Linked DNA regions of Mus musculus: regions 1, 3 and 4 are each linked to region 2. Evidence: chromatin contacts called from public ChIA-PET and promoter capture Hi-C data. All regions are on one chromosome and are shown on one strand. Each heading gives the region's core, a stretch centred on a gene start, on an enhancer-like site or on the middle of the called end of the contact. The rest is flanking DNA. Distances are from core to core; before and after follow the strand shown. Region 1 holds the start of Sypl2 (synaptophysin-like 2). Region 2 holds the start of Ampd2 (adenosine monophosphate deaminase 2). Region 3 has its middle 24 kb from the start of Eps8l3. Region 4 holds the start of Gstm5 (glutathione S-transferase, mu 5).

Region 1 (3,637 bases), core at 697-3,196, 140 kb after region 2:
TCCACCTCCTGACAACCTGTCACTTTCCATTAGATCTACTTGTCTGGTTTATATAGCACGTATGTCTTGTTCCTCAGGATCTCTCAGCGCCTCCCTGCTTCTGAACCCCAGTTCCTTTGAAACCTTACCTTTCCTACTCGGTCCCCTCTGGTACTCAAGTCAGAACAGGGAAGGTCAGGAGGTGAAAGAGTTCAGGCAACATTGGCCCCACTCTTGAGGCAGCAGAGAAAGTCTCAGAGTTTATTTACTCTCAGGACTCCCAGGCTGGCCTGCAGCCCATTAGGATCTCAGATACCCAGAGACAATCCCAAATGCCCTCCAGATTTGATGATTTCCATCCAAACCACAATTACTTAGGATTTAGTGACATCGTGCTAAGTCCTATCTCCTGTGAATTCAAAGATCTTTAGAACTTGGTTCTCTTGGATATTAAGGGTAAATTGGTCCCTAGCTGAATCCAGTGCTTGAGGGTACAGTAATAACTTCATATAGAATCTGGTATATGGCTTGTCTAACAAAATCTTTTCTGCAAGAATGCACAAAATGTTCCCCAAATCTTTATGATTTGAAATGCTGGCTGCATCTCAAGGACCAGTGAAACAAGCCAGTATTCCCACTAGACCAGAGAAGGGGAAACTGAGGCCATGGGCCGGTGAATGTTTCAAGGTCACAGGGTAAATCTAATATTGAGCTATACTCTAGAATGCTGACAGGCATTTGATCCATGTTTGACTAATGTTGGAAACTAGTGTCCAGAGAAGTGACTTGTCCAAGGTCATAGAGCTGAGACAGGTAGCTCTAGGCCTGCAACCTACCATCCCTCCTTCCCGGCTCAATGTTCTGTTATGCCAGCTGTCACATTTTCTTCTGTCTTAATTGGTTTTTTTATGTAATCATTGGATTGGGAAACTGTTCATTCATCCATCCATTTCTTTACTCGGTTACAGTTTCCCAAATTGCTCCAGTGACTTCAGCTGGTAGTCTGTCTCCTGAGTCCACCCCAGGGATCATCCAGGTCCTAGAAGGTTCCAGGCAGGATGGTTTCTGTAACCCATTTCCTTTCCTGGTGCCTTTAGTAGTAGCGTTGTTCTCACTGCAAAGTGGACCTTACCCTCCTTGTCCTCCTCACCCCTCCCGCCACTGAAGAGTGGTATGTGCAGGATCAGAGTTCTGGAAAGGTTACACCCGGGTCTTCTCGTCCGAGTGAAATGTGAGCGCCCTGGGCAAAGGCGCCTTGCACATAGAAGGTCCGAATCCGGGACTCCGCATGCCGGGCTCCTCTCCCTCCTTCCACCGAGCGCTGGAGCAGCAACCCTGGTTCTCCCCTCCCCCGCCCACCTGTCGCCACCCCCCACCCTTCCGCGGTGGCTGGGCCCGCTGCATCTCCCCAGCCTCCTCCGGGGCCACATTGCTTCGGGTCCGCGTCACAATCCAGGCTCCCGAAATAGCCCGGGGTTAGGGCCGACTCACCCACTGGAGAACTTTGATGAAGCCCAGCGGCTCCTCCAGGCGCTGCCAGCGCAGCCCCAGGAGCAGGCGGTCCACCTGCGGAGACAAAGCCAGCAGACGGTCAAGGCGGGCCGGCCCGGAGGGAAAGCGTGGGGCTTTCTATTCACATTGCGGGGGCGGGAGAGACGGAATCAGACACATTCGGGACATCTAGGTAGACAGGGACTAGCGAGAGTCCACAGGCCGGGTACTCGGGGCTTACCTGCTGGCGCGGAGACTTGTCCGAGGTGCGGCCGGGGCTCTCCGTCGAGGACATGCTGGCGCGTCGGGGCGCAGTGCAAGGGTTCGACTCCCTGGCCGGGAGGCTGCGTGGGGCGCGGGGGCGCTGGGGGCGGCGGGCTCGAGGCCGTGGGCAGGCCGGGCTCCAGGCTGGCGGGCTGGGTCGTGGGGGCGCTGCTGCTCGCGCTCTCGGAGGCTCTGTCCGCCGCGCTGCCCCGCCGGCTGCAGAAAACCCCCGAGTCCGATTCAAACTTCTGTCAAACAATCTGGCGGACTTGGCAGCCGAGTCACGTGGCGTGCGATCGCGAACCCTGCTCCCGCCCCTTGCTCTCCCCTTTTTCCGCGCGTAGGGCGCCTTAAAGGGACCTGTGGAGCCTGCTAGCCGTCGGGCTGCCAGAAGGCTCCGGGGTTTTTGCCAGAAGCTTCCAGGATGGGTCCCCACTAGAACAGCCCAGCTGCTTCAACGCCACGGCCAAGGTCAGGAACCTACACGGGATGCGTGGGCTCTAGTGCAGCTTTCCCGATTTTCCTGGGTTCTGTGGAAGGGTTTTCTTCTACAAATACCGTAGTGACTAGAGCACACAAGATTTACCTAAGGCATTCTTAGTGCTTCTGCTGCTGTAACAACGGCGCTCCACCAGCCAGAACAAAGAACTGAACTTTTACTTCGCATCAGACACGGTCTTACTTTTTAACAACAAACAGCGTTTGGATGTTAATGAGTTTTAAAGTTATCAAACTTTAAAAAGTAAGAATTCGATCTCCTTTTAACCGCCAACACTATTTAAATGAGAATGAAGTCTCGGAGGAGCCGTGGGAGTGGAGATTAGCGTTTGTATTGAAAACTAGGCAGAGTTGCAGTTTGATTGACTTTGAATGGGCCTAATTTTCGAAAAGTGTTCTGCGGTAGCCGGAAGTGAGCAGTTGCTAGTATTACACATTAGGTTTACAAGGAGTGGAAATCTAGGTAGTTAAAGATGACTTCATTTACCCAAAGAAGCTGAATGAGCCAATGGGCGGGCCCAGGAGGAAACCAGCCTTCCTTCTTTGCTCTTAACTCTCGTCCATCAAAGTCATTTCTTTGATGATCTGCCACTATGCTTCCAGCATTTCAAAACCAATGCTTTTTGATTAAATGTTCTGCTGTTATTTATACAATCCAGCCATTGGATAAATGTCTTCCCAAACCTGGCCATGAGTGTGTGGGGAGGCAACCAGCTAAGGCTGGAGTTGAAGGAAACTTCTGCCATGGAATTACATGCAAATTTGGGCTAAATAAGGAATTGCTGAGTCCACAGATATGCCCGTAATAAATCATGGGGACAGGAGAAATGGTTCAGCAGTTAGGAACATTGCTTTCTCAGAAAACCATGGTTTGGCTCCTGGAACTCACATGGCACCTCACACACATCTGCAATTCCACTTCTAGGCTATTCATGGCCCCATTTGGCCCCTGGACACCAGGCTTACACATCAGATGCACATACACGCCTCAGGCAAACACTCACATACATAAAGTAAGGATCAATACATCTTTTAAAAGTTATTCTGCTGTCTTAGATTCCTGTTCTACAGTCATTTCTGTACTGAGGTGTATACACCCAAGCCACACAGATATGAAATAATATATATTACTGCTAGTCGGTGGTGGGACACACCTTTAATTCCAGCACTTGGGAGGCAGAGATAGGCTGATCTCTGAGTTTGAGGCCAGCCTGGTGAGTTCCAGATCAGGACAGACAGACACAGAGAAATCCTATCTTGAAAAACCAAATAATATTAATAATAATAAGATAACAATAAATAATACATATTACCAACATCTACTGACCAGCCTTGTTTGCCTCAAGTTCATTGCTCATCTGTCTTCTGTACCAGCCCCCCCCCCATTATACTGTACCTAGGAGAA
Region 2 (3,618 bases), core at 120-2,619:
TTGGCCTTGGACTTGCCTGGGCCAGGATAGGATGCCATGGCTGGGGCCAAGGCGACAGCGGAGGAACCTCACCGGCTGGGGCCAAGCTCTCCCACATCCAACCCCTTCCTCCGCCCCGCCCCCAGCGGGAGTGACTGATGCAGGAAGCAGCGCCCCGCAGGCGGAAGAGGCTCTGGCCACGATTTCTGATGTTGTCTAGGCAACCTCGGGGAGTGGGGCCTCCATCCTGCCCCTTATCCCTCTCTTCCCACTCCAGTCTTTAGAGTGCCCTGTCTGATGGTGGCTAGGGCCGGGGTCGGGATGCAGAGAAAACAGATGGAGCAGCACCAGCTCTAAGCTCTTTACTACCCTCACCCCACCTCGGGAACCCTCATCCCTTGCCAAGGCTCCAAGGCAAAGAAGCCAAAGTCCAGGCTAGGCTGGTCCAGCCAGCCAGAGAGAAAAATAATAGGCAAGAATACCGCCTGAGCTCCAACCTCAAAACCCATTTCCTCCAGGGAAGGAACAACGGTACTCATGAAAACCCAGAGCCTCTGGGGCAGAGCCCCCCTCTTTTCTTCTCCATCTGACCCCTGCTCTAGGGACAGCCCAGCTCCGGGAGGAGGCAGAACTGAGAATTCGAGCCCAGGAGGGAGGGGCCTGTCTTGGGAAAATTCCACTGACCGGCAGAAGCTGTCTCCTAGGAAGACAGGAAGAGTAGGAGGCTGGGTCTTGTCTGAGGTCGATGGGAAAGACCCCAGCCTACTCTGACCTGTCGCTCTGCCTGTACACTCAAGATCTGCTTCCTTGGACCCTTCTAGGAGCCGTTCACGTCCCCTAGGTCTTGCAGGCATTGCCAAGACCCCCCACCCACTTATCACCCGACCCAGGCACCTCTGCCTTGGAGTCCCTTTATCAACCACACACGCGCCACACACTTACCTGAGGCCATGCTGCCCAAGTCCCGCGTGGACCAGGAAGGCAGCCTACGAAAGTCTGCACAGCGAGGGAGCCGGGCTGAAGAGGGGAGAGGGCCCCCACCGGGGCGAAGTCGCGCCACTGGCCCCTGCACCCGCACTGAGAAGCGGGAAGGAAGGCAAGGTTTTCAAAATGGCCAGCTGGCCGGGGGGCGGACTCCCGCCGACTTCAGCGGCCAGACTGACCTCAGGAGACCCCGGAGTCGCGACCCCAAGCCTGCACTCAAGAGGAAACAGGCCACGTGCTCCCCAGAAAACCGGACCCGGAATTCGCCTAGGGTTCTTTCACCACTTTCTGGGAATCAATTAGGGATCCGGCTCCTGTGGCCGGGCTACGGGGGAGTCACGCAACAGGTGCGACCCCGCCGAAACCTTCCGGGCTGCGCGCCAATCTCGCGTACCCCAGGCCCCGCCAAGTCCGCGGCCACGCCCCGTTCGGCCACGCCTCTTGGCCTCCTGGCCACGCCCCAACCATTTTCCCAGTTCCCTTACGCCACGTGGGCAGCCTCCGGACCAGGGTTGGCCTTGGCTTGGCCCTTTGGTCTTGGGCGATTTCTGTGCGTCAGTTTCCTCATCAGTAAGATGGGATGAGGCAATGGAAACACCCCATCCAAAGAAAGGAGTTACTGAGGACTGAAGGTAAATCCCCTTTGCACAATGTCTGGCACAAAGTCAGGTAGCTATTATTAGGGTCCCAGAATCCATTTCAAGCAGAAGCCCTGCCCTTGAATTCTCCGCATTCCCACCTGAATCTATTTCCTTCTATCAGTCATTGGTAGGCAGGATGTGCCCTTCAAAGCCGGTTCACCATCCCACATTAATTTCTATGTTGACGTTAGACTAGCCAGAATGCCTAGGTTCAAATTCAGACATCTCCACCTACTTTCTGACTGATGGTGAACTTCTCTCTGGGTTTTACTGGTTAACTTTGGCTCTTACACCCGCTCTGATGAAGATAAAGGAGATAATTATAAGTGCTTAGACTTGTGCCTGGCCTGTAAGTTACTTCCCAATCAGTGTTCCTGGAAGATTTCTTTGGCCTGGGATCACTATGGCCAGCTCACTGATTTCTCCTTGTGGGTTATGAGAAATTGGGCTGTTTGAATAGGGCCACAGACACCCTCTCAAACAAGGATTCCTGCCTCCCAGGGGCAGCCTGTACCTACAGGAACCCTGAAAAGGAAAGTCCTCCCCTTTATCAGCAGCAGTTGGTCCCTTCCCTCGCCTCTCCCCTGGGGGAGTCTTTGCCCCCTCACCCAGCTGCTCTGAAGTCTCTCCAGCTGCTTTCAGTCCCTCCTCTCCCCAACTGGAACTCTGAGTCCTGATCCCCCATCTCTATCTGCATCTGATGTGGCCTCTAGGGAGTCTCCTATCCGCTATACTAAAACAAACTTTAAAAACTATTGCCTTAGGCTGGGGGTGTCAGCTCAGGGGCAGTATCCCTCTGCCTTACATGCGAAAGCAAACCCCAGAATTGCAGAAAAACGATGAAAATACAAATTTTTAAAAAACCCTACAGGTGGCCTCCATAAACTTGGGAGACCAGTGGGTTATGGGAATCCAGCTCACAGAGAATCAGACTAAAATAGAACAAGGAGAACCTTATTCTTACACCGTTACGTTTAAATATCAAAACAGGAACCACTAAAAGCATCGGATACAGGTGATGGTGTACTGAGCTGGGGCACGCATTATGTGGCTGTAAATACTAATATAATCTAAGAACCGTTTGGCAAAATAAAATCAAGTATCGCTATAAGTTGCACTGTTTTGACTCAGTAATCCACTTCTAACAAGTCTTTTTTTTTTTTTAACTCAAAAATAATTTTATTAGAGTTTAAAGGAAAAGCCCCAGGGTGTACAAGTTGTAACTCTCAGCTTCCTGGAAGAAGAGAAGGGAAGGGAAACACACGTTGGAAGAAAGAGAAAGAAAAAAAAAAAGTTCTATCTTTCTGAATTAGCTCAGGAAGGTAGGAGGGCCCAGAAAACCTCATAGGGATTTTCTCAGGGTGTACGAATCACAAATCTGTTCTTAATTAGAGGGTTGTCAGAAAAATATCCACAAAGTTGTTCAATATTGCAGTGTTTACCACAGAAAATTTGGAAACATAAAGGCCTAGCAACAGGGGAATGTTAAATGAACACAATGAAATATAACCATTAACACCGTTCTTGGAGAATTTCTTTAATTGTATGAAAATCTTTACAACATAAAGTTAGATGCAAGAATGGAGTCGAAGAACTACACAGACAGGATGGTCCTAATCATGTGATGTATATGAAGTACACAGAGGAGAAACAGGCAGAAAGTTACCGTAGAAATCAACAAGAATCCAGCAGAGCTCTCCAATCACCTGCAGTCTCCCTCAGACTCAGCAAGTGGGCTATTCTGAATACAGCCCTTAGACATTGTAAGACTGTTGGCTTCCGAGAGTGAACAAAATAAATCCCAACATTAACGATCAGGTACCATGTGACCATATAGATGCTCACTTACATTCTGGTAAGATGCAGATTTTGACATAATTTTAAAGGGTCACAGCCTTATCCTGGGCCAGGCCTCTGTGGATCCCCTAATTCAGATCTACCCAGCCAATTGGGTGGCAATTCTGTTCTCCACCCAAGCCAGGCAAACCAGTTCGTGAGAGCCTTCATCTTGAAG
Region 3 (3,273 bases), core at 271-2,770, 230 kb before region 2:
ATACACACCACACACATAACCAAAAACACAAAAATGAACAAATAGCACAGCCCTGACTTTCCGCTGGGTCTTGTCTGTGTGGAGTCGGCAGTCTCACTGGGAAAAGAGCCTGGCTGCCTGAGGACAGCAGTGTGGGGTCCCACTCTGACCTCCAGTCCCACAACTCGAGCATCCCTTTCTAAGTGTAGTGTGTCTCCAGATCAGCAATGGGTCAACACCTCAGAAGCGTGTGTGTAGAGTCTCCGTTGTATTCCAAGCCCTGCGCCGGACACTGCCCTGCAGCAGTAAGCAGGATGGATGTGTCCAGCCTTTGGTAACTCTCCCATCCTTTCCAGTGTCACCACCCCTGTCTCCATTTATCCTCATTCCAGATTGCCTATGTTCCCATTTTCCAGCTCTGTAACACTGAGCAATGTGTTTAGTGCTCTGGACCTCATCTATAAAATAGGGTAAGGATCCCTCCCTCCTAGAAATGAATTAATATGAGAGCCCAGTGCAGATCCAGATTGATCCCGTTATCCTCTCCCCCCCCACCCCCACCCCCGGCTTGCCTCTGGTACTATCTTCCCCTAGCATGTCTTTCCTCTCTTCTGCAGAGACCTAGAAACCCAGCCTCTGAGAAGTTTTCAGAAGGAAGACAGGCAGGTTGTGGGGCAGGCCAGGGTTCTGCCAGACCTACCAGTCCTTGAGGCACTTTTCTGTTGCTGAGTGTTCTGCACCTCTTGGAAAGTGGATGAAGGCAGGAGTTTGGGCGATAAGACCCCTGCCTGTGACTACAATGCCAGTAGCATTGAATCTGAAGGACTCAGGTCTATTGACTGAAAGTCCCCGCTCCACCTGGTAGAACTGGTCCCTATAAACTATCAGCCACCTTACGACCACTGGCAGATTCAGGGGCCTCTGAGGATTAGCACCCAGATGCAGAGCCCTCTGACTTGGAGACAGGGGAATATATCTCTCAGAGCCAGATGAGACCCACAAAGCCTCAGGATGGGGGTACTGGCAGAGCCCCGTGGAGGCCCCACGGAAAGACTCAGCCCAGGAAACTCTGAGCAATGCCGGCAGACCACAGGGCTCTGAGCTTCCTGCTCTCCCCATTTAGGACACCCTGTCAACGTCAGAAGGCTTGTGAAACCTGCTGGTGGGCAGTGGAAACTCACGAGCCCCTAGGGTTCGTGGGCTGTGGTTGCCCCGCCCCTTTGCTGCCCTGGTGTCCACACTGCTATGGGATATGAGAAGGGTACCTGATGGAGGCCTGGAGAACTCCTCCTTGGAAGCCTGGGTCCTGGGCTCTGCATGTGTGTACTCTGGATGCTGCAAAAGTGCAGACTCTGTTGCTGAAGGCCTTTGGGGTAGGGAGATGTGGCTGGCGGTTCCTTTTCCAGCTTTGCTGGTTCTGTGCCTGACTTTGGGAAAGGTGCTTTCTTTGTTTCGGTTTTGTCACCTTTAAAATGGTGACCAAAAAGCACCCACATCCTGAACATTAAAGAGTGACAGAGACTTTTGAAGTACCTGGTACACAGTATGCTCTAAACAGGACCAGTTGTCTTGGCAACCGTGAGAAGAAACAGGCATCTCAGAAGTGGATATTTTTGACTCGTAATTTAATTATAAACTATCCAATCGACTACAGACGGTTCCAAACTTACAGTGGCTGTCTAGCTTAGTGCTATGAAAGCAATGCACACAATACAACAGAAAACACACTTTGAATGTGGGTCTTTTCCCGTGACTATGGATATGTAATCTGGCCCTCTCTGGTGAGGCTGGGAAGTGACAGGCAGCCACAGCTCCTAGTGAACCATGTGATGGTGGCAAGCAACAATGAGACCCTACAGTGTACTGAGTTGCTAAGCCATGGTTTTGGGGAGGCTGGGTATATGAACTGCATCTTCAATGACACTCTCAATGTACGATAAACTTACTGGAAACCAGACCCGTTGTAAGTCAAGAGGCATCCATGTACTTGGAAGAACGCACCGTCTTCTCAAAGCTGTTTCTCTCTTTGACTGTTCAACAATCCCTAGGTCTGTGTGGAGAGCCCAGCTTTGGTACCTCTGCTTAAGAACTGGAATGAAGACCTTACTGAGGGAGTCACACGTGGTCAGAAGAGGAAGTGGGCCCTGTACCAACCCGTGTATAACATAGCCATGGGGACCTTGCAGAGGCGGCCAAGGACAACGACAGAGGCTATTTTCTCAGCTACTCCCAGGGCTATTGCTCAAGACGGTCCAGGACCATCTGTGGCTATTCCTCCAGTGCTGCGCTTGCTGGGGCTCCTGCTTTATCCCTGCAGACCACATTAGAGCTTTGGTCCCTTTTTATCCCTCATGCTGAGGTGGGGCTCCATCTCCTTTCTACACCCTACAACACGATCATCCCTACAGCGATGCCATATCTTCCACTCCCAGATCTCTTGATGGTCAGCCTCAATGTCCGTCCACCTGCCCGTGGGCCAGCAAAGCAGCCCAGACTCAGAACAGAGAAGAGACGGGCTCCAGTGGGACATCCTGTTGTGATTTTCTCCCCAATACCTGGATATCAGGGAGAAGGCAAGGGGGAAGCCCAGCACTTGAGAGCTACTTTTTGTCTTTATGCTCTAGAAGCACTGAATGCTTCTAGAAGCATGAAGTGCATTTCTGGACTCCTGGACAAAGCAGTTGGGAATAGGATAATCAAGAAGAAGCCAGGATAGAAGCTGCTGTCTTAAATGGATGGCCCAAAAGATGGTGGTCAGGGAAGTGGCCTCAGAAGCTGCTAAAGTACAAGGAGGGATCCCTGGATGAAGCCCGGAGGTTGATGGACCATCCAGGTACTGGTGGGGCTTGGAGATGTGAAGGCAGGGCCTTGTGTAAGCATGGTTCAAGATGGGGTGACATGTGGACGTTAGCTTCCCAGTGTATTCAGAGACTGCAATCAGAGCATAACTCCCTCAGTGAAGAGCCCTGGGTAGGGCCAAAGCCAACCAACAACAAGCACACTGCGCAGAGCTCTCTGTCCCACCCAGCCTCCACCCACCACCCCGAAGACCGTTCCACACTCTGCATCCACAGCGGTGCACTGTTCACAGTTTTCCAGGGGTCCCCGGGGCATGGGAAGCCCGAATTCCCTCAGGAACAATGAGTATCTGAGAGAGATGGGTGCAACAGACACCGCAGATGACCAGCTCCCGGGTCTGTACTGAGCAGTTATGGGACTAGGTGCAGTCACGTGACAAGGCACTCTCCCCGAGCCTAGGCTGCACATCGTCCTAACAGCTGGGCTCATGAGCTA
Region 4 (3,447 bases), core at 10-2,509, 190 kb before region 2:
ACATTGCTGTTCATCACTGAAAGAAGTCAGGACTGGAACTCAAGCAGGTCAGGAAGCAGGAGCTGATGAAGAGGCCATGAAGGGCTGTTCCTTACTGGCTTGCTTCCCCTGGCTTGCTCAGCCTGCCCTCTTATAGAACCCAAGACACCCAGCCCAGGGATGGTCCCACCCGCAAGGGGCCTTTCCCCTTTTGTGCTGTTTTACTCCACAATATGCTTATCATTTTCCGACTAACTTGTGGATCCTGAGCATCAGAATGAGGTTACCTGGGGCTGGAGAGATGACTCAGCAGTTAAGAGCACCAACTGCTCTTCCAGAGGTCCTGAGTTCAATTCCCAGCAACCACAAGGTGGCTCACAACAGTCTATAGTGGGATCCAATGCCCTCTTCTGGTGTGACTGAAGAGAGAGAGCGACAGTATACTCACATATATAAAATGAATAAATAAATCTTTTTTAAAAGATGAGGTTACCCTTAGTGGAGTTGTGTTTTAAATGTAAGGTACTAAAACAAAAAAATAGAAGACATCTCAATAATTTTCATACTACATTCTGAAACAGTATATATTGGGCTACGTAAGTATACTATGGATTCATTGCCTCCTTAAAAAAAAAAAAACTAGAAGCAAACCATTTAAAAACAATCATATGTCTGTCTTGCATTATACTGCTAGTGAACATTATGATCTAGATCCTATACACTCCCCACAGAGCAGAGAGAAAACACTCACACCCTCTGTCTGTCTGGCTGTCCATACCCTTTGCAACCTGCCCCAAATGCTTAATGTTTTGACTCCTCCCATAAACCAGCCTAACTCGACAGCACCTGCTGTTTATCTTGCATAGCTATTTGTCACCTTTCGGTGTTTGCTCTACCCTCCTCTTTCCTGGAGTGTCCTTTGAGGCATTTCCAATGTGCATGACCTATCCTTTTTCACAGTGGACCTGTTTAGTGTCCCCAGCCTCCCTCAGTCTTCACAGAGCCATTTGTATCTTACATAGAAAATGTTTCTATCCCCAAAGTACCTTATACCTGAATCGTTTCCTACCTCGTAGTTTTATGTGCCAGCTCAACTGTGCAACATGACTCACGCTTCCCGGGTAACTAAGGTCCAGGCCCCCACTGCCAGAAGAGTAGATGAAGCATCAACAGCCCTGGGAGAAGTTCACACCGGAGGATTTCAGGAGCCGCAGCAGCTGCGCCTGCGCACCGCCCACTGACCACGCGGAGGGCGGGTGGAGCATAGAGCGAGAGAGGAGGAGACAGTTCGGTCGCGTCAGCCCGGCCCACAGCGTCCAGTATAAAGTTAGCCGCCCACAGTCCATCGCTGTATCCCCGAAGGGGCTAAGATCGCCCAAAATGTCATCCAAGTCTATGGTTCTGGGTTACTGGGATATCCGCGGGGTGAGTGGTCCCTCGCCAGCCCAGCCTCTGGGACAGAGAGGTGCAGGCGGCCGGGCGGGGGTCAGGGGCCGGTGGGCCGATCTCCAGCCTACCTATGGGGTCCCCAGGACTGTGGGTAGAGGAATAAGGTACTGGAAGTTCCCGGGCGTGAGCGAAGGGGCTGCCTAAGGACAATTTCCCTGGACAGGACGCAGGAGCTTGGCAGCGTTGGGTTGGGGACATTGACGGAGGGGGCCTGCGAGCAAGTGGGCACTGCGCAGGCGCGCTGACCGGGGTCTTTCTCCATCCCCTGCTTTTAGCTGGCTCATGCTATCCGCATGCTTCTGGAGTTTACTGATACCAGCTATGAGGAGAAACGGTACATCTGTGGGGAAGGTAATGAATGTCTGTGGGTGCGCTACAGTTGTTTTTTACCCAGAGGGTTGTACCACACCAAGATGGTGTGGGACCCCCTGCTCCTGTAAGCTGGGAACTTTGCCAAGAGAGGCCCATAGAGTTATCTCTTGCTGTTCAGGCCCATCTTTGCAGAAACTCAAGGGTTAGTTTTTGGGGATTGGGAACTTGAGATAACAGGTCTAAGTCTCAGCTAGGTCGGTAACGGGCTTGGGTCCCACTTCTCTCTTACAGCTCCTGACTATGATAGAAGCCAATGGCTGGACGTGAAATTCAAGCTAGATCTGGACTTTCCTAACGTAGGTGGTTTTGGAGGAGTGGGCAGAAGGGAAGGCCTTCAAGTGTATCTGTTTTCACTTCATCTCTGGCTTGGGAGCATCTAGATAGAGACTCTTCACGTTTATAGAATGGATAGAATTCAAGGGTCATTGAACAGAACTGAGAATAACATTTTATTTCCTACTAACGTCTGAGAAACACTAATATTCTCCTCTTAAAGGCAGGCTATAAGAGACATGAGTTGATAGCCAGGTCTGTGACTTTATCACTGATAGATTCCAGGTATTTTCATGGTATCCTAAATGTATCCTCATGTGTCCTGGTTGTTAAAACACCTATTTTTTTTTTAAATGTATCCATAATCACCCTACTTTTACATACTTTAAGGTATAAAATATTTACATTTTGCTTTTTAAACGTCTATATGCCACACATACATTCACAGTGACACACAGGATTAAGCACCCTTGTCTAGAGTCAGGTGAGGACCCAGTGCTACTTTCTATTTATTTAGTTATTTCTCCTGGCTTCTACTCTCACACACCTTGCAAGTCTTCTCTTTTCCAGAGGAGTGGCGGTCCTGGAGGACTAGGTTCACATTAACTTTCCCCTTCTAGCTGCCCTACCTCATGGACGGGAAGAACAAGATCACCCAGAGTAACGCCATCCTGAGATACATCGCACGCAAGCACAACATGTGTGAGTGGGCTGAAGGGGATAGGAGGGAGGAGGCAGTTGGCTCACCTGGAGGTTGGCAATCCTGAGGGTGATTTGTTGCCATCTGGCTGCAGGTGGTGACACTGAAGAAGAAAAGATACGAGTAGACATCATGGAGAACCAGATCATGGACTTCCGCATGCAGCTGGTTCGCCTCTGCTACAATTCTAACCACGTAAGTTTCCTCATCTGGAATCACCTTTGTTGGGTTTCAGGCCAAAGTGCTAAGGATTATTCTGCTCGCTTCTATGGTTGCCATCTTTCTATCAACCCAAACTGGAAGGATTAGAAACAGACTCTATTTTTTGGTGTGGTTTGTCCTGTAAGTCTGGTGTTAGCTCCTCCTCCTTTCCAAAGCCCCAGCTCTCCATCCTGCCTTCTCCAATTAAAGGCAGAAAGAAGCTGCCTAGAGTGTGTCCATCACTGGTCCAGGCCCTGACTATAGCTATTGGGGGAAGGGGCCAGTGTGTGTAGAAGTCCAAAGACTTCTACATTAATGTGGGACCTGGGAATCAAACTCTATTCACCCCCATTGAGCCATGTGTTGACCCAACAATAGCTATTGCTTTTCTTTCCTAGGAAAACCTGAAGCCTCAGTACTTGGAACAGCTACCTGCACAGCTGAAACAATTCTCATTGTTCCTGGGGAAATTC

Evidence for each region. ChIA-PET counts read pairs in DNA pulled down with a chosen protein or histone mark. Capture Hi-C pulls out chosen DNA fragments and counts their contacts.
Region 1: a contact with region 2 is called in a promoter capture Hi-C map of liver. The contact joins the promoter of Sypl2 here to the promoter of Ampd2 in region 2. A contact is called at or near these places in 5 of 39 promoter capture datasets (embryonic stem cells, erythroid cells, hematopoietic stem and progenitor cells and 2 more), 1 of 15 datasets of contacts at CTCF or cohesin (the NIH/3T3 cell line), 5 of 484 Hi-C or Micro-C datasets (embryonic stem cells, muscle stem cells and olfactory sensory neurons), 3 of 115 datasets of contacts at active chromatin or transcription factors (embryonic stem cells, extraembryonic endoderm stem cells and microglia) and 3 of 9 other capture datasets (adipose tissue, liver and pancreatic islet).
Region 3: an RNA polymerase II ChIA-PET map of memory CD8 T cells shows a contact between it and region 2, with 17 read pairs. The contact joins the enhancer-like site here to the promoter of Ampd2 in region 2. A contact is called at or near these places in 1 of 39 promoter capture datasets (embryonic stem cells), 2 of 15 datasets of contacts at CTCF or cohesin (the NIH/3T3 cell line and embryonic stem cells), 1 of 484 Hi-C or Micro-C datasets (B cells), 12 of 115 datasets of contacts at active chromatin or transcription factors (the 230-238 cell line, SST interneurons, embryonic forebrain and 8 more) and 2 of 9 other capture datasets (adipose tissue and liver).
Region 4: a contact with region 2 is called in a promoter capture Hi-C map of adipose tissue. The contact joins the promoter of Gstm5 here to the promoter of Ampd2 in region 2. A contact is called at or near these places in 15 of 39 promoter capture datasets (3T3-L1-derived adipocytes, the C10 cell line, the HPC-7 cell line and 11 more), 10 of 115 datasets of contacts at active chromatin or transcription factors (VIP interneurons, bone marrow-derived macrophages, embryonic forebrain and 6 more) and 4 of 9 other capture datasets (adipose tissue, liver, macrophages and 1 more).

What each region holds. Positions count from the first base shown.
Region 1 is chr3:108,224,653-108,228,289 of GRCm38.p6, forward strand. Sypl2 (synaptophysin-like 2) reads right to left here and starts at 1,947. Exons shown (of 6, transcript NM_008596.1): 1 at 1,712-1,947; 2 at 1,471-1,545. The coding sequence starts at 1,765.
Region 2 is chr3:108,085,297-108,088,914 of GRCm38.p6, forward strand. Ampd2 (adenosine monophosphate deaminase 2) reads right to left here and starts at 1,370. Exons shown (of 18, transcript NM_028779.5): 1 at 922-1,370. The coding sequence starts at 931. Gm12500 (predicted gene 12500) reads left to right here and starts at 680. Exons shown (of 1, transcript NM_001358018.1): 1 at 680-2,715. The coding sequence starts at 930. The coding sequence ends at 1,547. It also overlaps a transcript of Gnat2 not described here.
Region 3 is chr3:107,851,886-107,855,158 of GRCm38.p6, forward strand. No RefSeq gene overlaps it. Among named protein-coding and RNA genes, the nearest start is that of Eps8l3, 24 kb to the right of the region's middle. Within about 2 kb of position 1,521, at least 68 of the 459 cell types and tissues checked have an H3K27ac peak or open chromatin away from gene starts, as enhancers often do. A contact at or near this core is called in memory CD8 T cells, where this site is marked.
Region 4 is chr3:107,894,595-107,898,041 of GRCm38.p6, forward strand. It overlaps Gstm5 (glutathione S-transferase, mu 5), which reads left to right and starts at 1,260. Exons shown (of 8, transcript NM_010360.2): 1 at 1,260-1,404; 2 at 1,704-1,779; 3 at 2,032-2,096; 4 at 2,694-2,775; 5 at 2,868-2,968; 6 at 3,373-3,447. The coding sequence starts at 1,360. It overlaps 4933431E20Rik (RIKEN cDNA 4933431E20 gene), which reads right to left and starts at 1,619. Exons shown (of 3, transcript NR_015459.1): 1 at 1,049-1,619.